Regions from separate parts of the Capra hircus genome. Here region 2 is linked to region 1. The links are chromatin contacts, called in public Hi-C maps. All regions are on one chromosome and are shown on one strand. Each heading gives the region's core, a stretch centred on a gene start, on an enhancer-like site or on the middle of the called end of the contact. The rest is flanking DNA. Distances are from core to core; before and after follow the strand shown.

What was found. A called contact is a pair of places that touch in the nucleus more often than the background predicts.
Region 2: a Hi-C map of liver shows a contact between it and region 1, with 2.2 times the contacts expected there. The contact joins two enhancer-like sites. A contact is called at or near these places in 3 of 5 Hi-C or Micro-C datasets (blood and liver).

Annotation. Positions count from the first base shown.
Region 1 is chr23:17,007,938-17,011,450 of ARS1.2, forward strand. It overlaps FAM65B (protein FAM65B), which reads right to left. Exons shown (of 22, transcript XM_005696773.3): 8 at 54-117. Among named protein-coding and RNA genes, the nearest start is that of C23H6orf229, 41 kb to the left of the region's middle. Within about 2 kb of position 1,549, at least 1 of the 5 cell types and tissues checked has an H3K27ac peak or open chromatin away from gene starts, as enhancers often do.
Region 2 is chr23:17,153,787-17,157,299 of ARS1.2, forward strand. No RefSeq gene overlaps it. Among named protein-coding and RNA genes, the nearest start is that of FAM65B, 73 kb to the left of the region's middle. Within about 2 kb of position 1,910, at least 1 of the 5 cell types and tissues checked has an H3K27ac peak or open chromatin away from gene starts, as enhancers often do.

The DNA of each region.
Region 1 (3,513 bases), core at 299-2,798:
TGGAGGAGCTCTGCAGGGCTGACGCCCGCCTCTCTAAACAGAGGGGAGGATACCTTTCATCTTGATGGAGAACTCCCCCAGCTGCTTCTCCAGCTCCGCTTCAATGGCGCACATGTTCTAGAAAGAGCACAGGGGACCAGTGTTAGAACGAAGCTTCTCTCAAAGCACACCATGTTCTCATAACCACTGCTCAAACCAGAGGCATTTACCTGTTTGTGATGAGTTACACGACCCTGCTCATGGAGCAACCTTGACAAAATGTTTTATCTAAGCCTATATGAGCCTTCTAGTGTGTGGGAAATTTAGAGCACAGGAGACCAAATTAACTTATAAACAGTCAGATAGATCTGGAATGTGGGAGATTCTAAAAGAACTGGCCTGGATTATATAAAAAGACAGTAGTACTACTGGATAGAAATTCTAGTTAAAAGCGATTAAAGAGACATAACAACCAAATGTAATGTGTTAACTCTGATTCCATCCTGATTTGAAAGTAAATAAAGTAAAAGAGTTATGAAAGACATTATTGGACCAAATAAGAGAAATCTGAAAATGTACAGGATGTTAGATCATTCTATTCAATGACTGGTAATTAATTTTCTTTGCTGTGATAATGGTGTGTGGTTATGCAAAGAATACATGTGTTACGTAGGTTCTCATTAAAGCATCCGTGCTAAAATATTTATGGGGTGAAATGTCACATTATTTACCACTTACTATCGAATGACTTAGTAAAAAGGGAAAAAACTGAGTATATGCAGGAGAAGGAAAGCAAATATGGCAAAATGTTCGCAACTGGTAAGTCTAAATAAAGTAATATGATGGTCGACATTCTAGTCTTTTCTGTAGGTTTGAAACTTTTCTTTACAATAATTTGGAGTCAAAAGAGCTAAGAAGTTCAACTATACTCCAAGCGAGTGAGGCAGGATTCCTGCTGCCGTGCCAGGAGGCCCCCAAAATGACTCTTGGACAAACGTCCTCTCCTCGTCTAATGTTGAAGGAACAGTGGAAGCAAAGGAGCGTCACCATCTCTGCCTGTGGTTAGATGTCTAACCACCCAGCCTACTTCCTCAGTGTCTGAGGACCTAAACAACAGAGCAGCTACAGTTAGAAATCAAGAGGAAAAAGCGCTGTGGCTGGGGGCTGCCCCCATGGAGGCCCTCCTGCAGGGGCCAGTTTAAGCTTTGGGTGGTAGCTCAGCTGGTAAAGAATCCACCTGCAATGCAAGAGACCCTGGTTCGATTCCTGGGTTGGGAAGATCTGCTGGAGAAGGGATAGGCGACCCACTCCAGTATTCTTGGGCTTCCCTAGTGACTCAGACGGTAAAGAATCTGCCTGCGGTGCAGGAGACCTGGCTTGGGAAGATCCCTGGGAGAACAGCATGGCAACTCACTCCAGTATTCTTGCCTGGAGAATCCCATGGACAGAGGAGCCTGGGGGGCTACAGTCCATGGGGTCACAAAGAGTCAGACATGACTGAGCGACTAAGCACAGCACACAGCTGTCACCTCTGGTGTTTGAAGAAGGCCCTGTGCCAGCCTCCTGAGCACGCTTTTGCCGCCCCCTGCCCCACACAGACACCCAGGGGCAGTATCTGCAGGCTCTTCCCCCATCACATTTTGGGGGCTCGGGCCTGTGGCTTGGGCAGATCAGTGAGCATGGACAAGGGCTGCTTCCATATGCTATCCTTTTTTAAAACTTTTTATTTTGTATTGGGGTACAGCCAATTAACAATGTTGTGAGAGTTTCAGGTGGTGAGTGAAGGGATTCAGCCATACATACACATGTATTCATTCTTCCCTAAACTCCCCTCCCATCCTGGCTGAGGGGTTGCTTCCATTTGGATTTTGTTTGCAGAGGGCTTCAGGATTAACTTGCAAGCTAGGGGTTCTGACTCTTAAATGTCAGTACCTCAAATAGCTCAGAAAGTTGGGGAAAACTTCCTGAGGTTGAACTCTGTGCAGCTGGAAAGTTTTGAAAACAAAGTCTCAGTTTTGTAAACCAATTTTCTTCCTCTGAGCACTGGGTGTCTCTGGGAAGGAATGCATTACTGTTTCTAGAAATCTATCAACAATGTTATCCTACATGTCAGGACTGTGACCAGTCTTTAGGAAACTTGGTGGGGGCAGAGGACAGCTAGTTTAACAGCTGAGGACACCCACAGTCAGAATTGTCTTCTGTCTCCCCCAGGCAGCTGCTGCCATTGCAAAAGTTTCCCAGAACCATCAATTCCTAAACCCTCTTTGTGATAATATCCCTGTTTTTTTGTGGTTATGTGAAGACACAAATCCACCTGATGTCAAGTGAGGTAAGAAGCTACCGATGTCCTGGCCTTCCTTCTCCTCTCGCTGAAATTACAAAACAACCTTGAATTTGTGAGCAAATATGATGTCGTGTCTTGGCACCTGACCAGGGGTGGTTATTTCTTTTTTTTTTTTCTTAAAGCTTTTTATTTTATATTGGGGTATACCCAACTAACAATAATGGTGATAGTTTCAGGTAGACAGCAAAGGGATTCAGCCATACACATATAAGTATCCATTCTCCCCCGAACTCCCTTCCCATCCAGGCTGTCACCTAACACTGAGCAGGGTTCCACGGGTGGGTTTTTCTGCAACACCCTACAAAAGTTTTGAGACAGGCACAGGCCGCTGCTCTGTCTTCAGCGTGTGTACTGAAAATGGCCACTCTCACTGGCAACTGCTCTTCTGACTTCAGAGATGTGTGGAAATGAGGTCTCCTGAACTAGGGCTGCTTCTAAGCCAGAGATTCTTAGCTGTGCTCCATCAACTTGGATGAGGGAAAAAAGGAAAAGTCATGTTGCTATTTCCACTAACCTCTAACTGAAATCTAGTATGTCTGTATATCATGAATGGAGAAAACAAGCCACAGCCATACGACTGGGACCTGGTAAAAGTCTACGTTTATGTTACATCAACTGTTGCAGGCATCCTGAGAAATCATTTCAATACTTTGAAATCTCAGTAGTTATTGGAGCCGTTGCTAAATCTTATAGTTAGATGTGTTCGTAAAGCAGCAGTCTTGTACTGTACCACACATTTGGTTTCAAAAATATTTTGATCACTGTGCTGACAATACTGAATTAACTATATTTCAATATCATTTGTTTCCTTTGAATTACTATGGGCTTTATTTCATGCATTCAAAAAGCATTCTCCCAAAAGGGGAACTTAGGTGAAGAAGCCCTGCTTTAAGCCCTGAAAAAAGACAAAGTTGGTTCAGACAAGAGGCAGGGCTGGAGGGTTACACAGGAAATGACCCTGCGGCAAGTCATCTAAGACGTCCCTCCTGTCCCAGGGCTGAGACAGATGCTCAGACCTGGGAACTGTCCAGTAGACCCTCATCAGGCTGATGACTTCATTCATGACATTGGATCTCTGAACAAAGACACATGGGACAGTGAGAAGGTTTTAATAATTCAGTCATTTCATCTCAGACACTGCTATCAGGTGACCCCTGGAGGAGCGAAGACCTCTCTGTGTCATATGTCTG
Region 2 (3,513 bases), core at 660-3,159, 150 kb after region 1:
TCCAAGGGGGATTTTCCCCCATCTTAAGTTTTTATTGAATTTGTTACAATATTGCTTCTGTTCTGTGTTTTGTTTTTTTTGGCCATGAGGCATGTGGGATCTTAGCTCTCTGACCAGGGATTGAACCCGCACCTCCTGCATGGGAAGATGAAGTCTTGACCACTAGATCATGAGGGAAGGTCCCCCAAGAGGGATTTAAAAAAGAAAATCTCTATTAATGTGTGTGTGTGTGTGTGTTTTACCAACTGAAAGATATGCCATAATAGAGCTCAGTTCTTCACTTACTTCTCCTCTTAAAGTTGATATTTTCTTTGTGGTTAGCGAACTCTGGGATCCCAGCCTTTACACAATGTGGTGCTCCTACCAAGATAACTCACTAAGCTGGTGTGTGAACTGAATGTCTGTGTCCCCTGAAAATCCTATGCTGAAATACCAACTCCCCAGTGAGGCGGTGTTAGAAGGTGGGGCCGTTGGGAGGTGCTTAGGTCATGAACAGGATCAGTATCCTTATAAAAGAGACCCCAGCGAGACCCTTATCCCTTTTTCCATTTGAGAACCCAAGAGGACACACTACCTATGAATCAGGAAGTGGCCTAAACCAGTGCTGAATCTGCCAGCATCCTGACTGTGAGAAATGAATTTCTGTCCAGGAAGATCCCCTGGAGAAGGAAATGGCAGCCCACTCCAGTGTTCTTGCCTGGAGAATCCCATGGACAGAAGAGCCTGGTGGGCTACAGTCCATAGGGCCGCACAGGGTTGAACACGACTAAAGTGACTTAGCACACACATAAACCACCCAGTCTACAGCATTTTGTCATAGCAGCCTGAACTAAGACACTTATTAAACTATTTCAGATGATAAAAGCAACAGAACTTCAGAAAGTGAACAAAAGGAAACTTCATAATTACATGCCCAACACAAAACTGCTTTACATGTTGTATCTCCCCGTCCAGACCTTTAAAATTTTGAATCTTTACTTTAAAACATTTCTATTAAGCAAACACAAGAGCCAATTATAGAAACCATCACAAAAAATTATAAAAGGAAAACAATTAGAATAATCTCTAATCCTTCTCCCCAGAGAGGAATTCTGTTAATATGTATAAACGCAGTTCTCTCTTCTTACATTAATGTATATTTTTAAATGGCTTATTTTTCAATGCTCTTATGACTCTGTTCTACCTTTATTCATTTGTTCATTCATTCAATAAACATTTATTAAGCACCTACTATGTATCTGTCAGTACTTTATGGGGTAAAAATGAACTATGACGGTGCCATAGCCCCTCATGGTTCTCATGAGGTTTATAGCCTAAAGAAGATAGATCTGAAAAAAATTACTAGTTTCTCTTTGAGGGCAAAATCATTGTCTATTGGCCTTAAAGCTTCATCTCCCTTTCAAACCTCTCTCCCTGTCTTGCCCCCACAAATGCCAATCTCCTTCTACTGTTGAGCATTCATAAGCCTGCACCACAGTTCAAGCGAGAGTGCCCTGGAACTCTCCATTCCTGCTTGTACATTTCACCCCCATGTCCTCCAAGGGCAGATGAGTCATTGAGTGTGGAGACAGTTCTATAGAGCACAGACTGTATCACCAACTGGTCTTGCAAAAGCTTCTGATAATACTTACAAAGCTCTGAGAGTTCTGAGAATTCTACTGACAGAAGAAGAGGGGTTTGGAAGAGGAAGTCAGATAGAACAGGTGGTCACAGCACAGCTATCTAAGCTGGGCTAAGAAAGAGGAAGCGTTCTCCTTTTTTGGCTTCCAGACAGCACTCTCCTTTGGGGAAAAACAAACAAATTTTGTGGTGGTTGAAAGCCTAGAGGAACCAGAAGCCATATGCTGTGTGGTGCTGCTGCCCAGGCCCCGCGGCCCTGGAATGGGATGTCGCGTGAGTCTCCACGCCAGGTTCCGAGTGAGCCTCTTGCTCAACCAGACGCTGGGTGGGGTTCTTGGAGCCAAGGTCCAGGGGCAATTATTAGATTAGCTTCACACAAGTTGCTACTGTGATTTGCCTGTGGACGGTTTTTAAAAAAATGTCTTCCTAATACTGCTTGGGAAAATGGCCAGTATCCCGATCTTCTCAATAAGATGAAGAAAAAACTATCAAATGCATGATGAGGGTGTTCTGTGTTTGCATGGTCAGCTGGACCTTATATGGCCCACCTAGCAGCAGCAGCAGCAGCAGCAGCAGTCATGGTCTGTACCCCAGAGGACTTCATTTTCTTCATAAGGGTTGACTTTCCCTTTCTGAAGAAGGACTAAGCCCAGAGGACCTTCTGATCTATTTTCGCATCCTCAGCACTGACGTGGTTTCTTTTCAATACAAACCGTGACTCGTGCTTATTCACTACCTGTCCCACCCTTGGAAGTCCTTCTCTTCTCTTGGCTGAGTCCTGCCACTCCTACCTACTGCCCCCTTTCCCTGCCACACTATGGCCCCCCCACCACCTGCTTTCAGACCCACCACTCCGTTATGTGCTACTGGGTCTCCCTGCCTTCATCTCCCTGCCTTCCAGTCCCCCTTCACCACTGTGGCCTCTGCCATTCTCCATGACTCTTGATGACACTGTCGCAGTTGCTCAGAACTCCCAGGCCTGTCTGCTTCTCTCTGAAAGTCCTAACCATCCATTGAAGGCCCCCTGGAAATGTCAGTCTCTCTGTGAAGCCTTGGCCCATCTTCCCAAGCAGAAGTGACCCTCCCTCTCTTCCCCTTTCAGGTCCCACCAGGACTTTATTCATTCCCAGTGCAGGGCACTGTGCCTGCTGTTGGCGTACCAGGTAGGTAAGACATGGCCTTTGTCCTGAGAACCTTCTGGATGCTCTGTCTACTTACGTGCAGATAAGCAGAGAGGTACAATGATAATGGCCAGGCATAAGCCCTCGACCATGACCTGACTGTGTTACCCTTCATAATACACAATTACAAGATAACACACATCTCTACTATCTGGTGAGTTGCTAGTCTGGTAAATCCCCAGTGGCAAAGATTAGGTTTTAGTTTCCTTCATCTTCTCTAGAACAAGGTCCTCTAGGATACATAGCCCACATTCCATGAGGGTCAGTTTAATGAAATTAAAAGACAAAAATTCTGATTTGTATAGCGATTTATAGGCATCGAGGCACTTTTCACAAGCTTGTGTAATTGACTCCTCCAGGACAGTGGTCCCTATTGTGGCTGCTTCCAAAAAATGTTCTTCCCCAGGCTCCACTCCCAGAGACATTGATGTAATTACTTGGTGTGGGCCCAGGCACTGACATTTGAAAACAACAATCTTCTGGTGATTCTACCAGGCAGCTAAGAGGGAGAAGCTCTGCTTTCCAAGTGGAGCAGGTACTATCTCCTCTTGGTTTGTGGGGAAGTGGAAGTGGAGAGAGGTTAAATAATTTGCTTGAGCTCATGTAGCTTGTTAAGGATGGAATCAGGACACTGATTCAGGATGGCCTCCCCCCAGGGAAAGCAACACAAATAGTGAAAACAGCTCTCTGATTAATATGCTGGGGCTTAGTG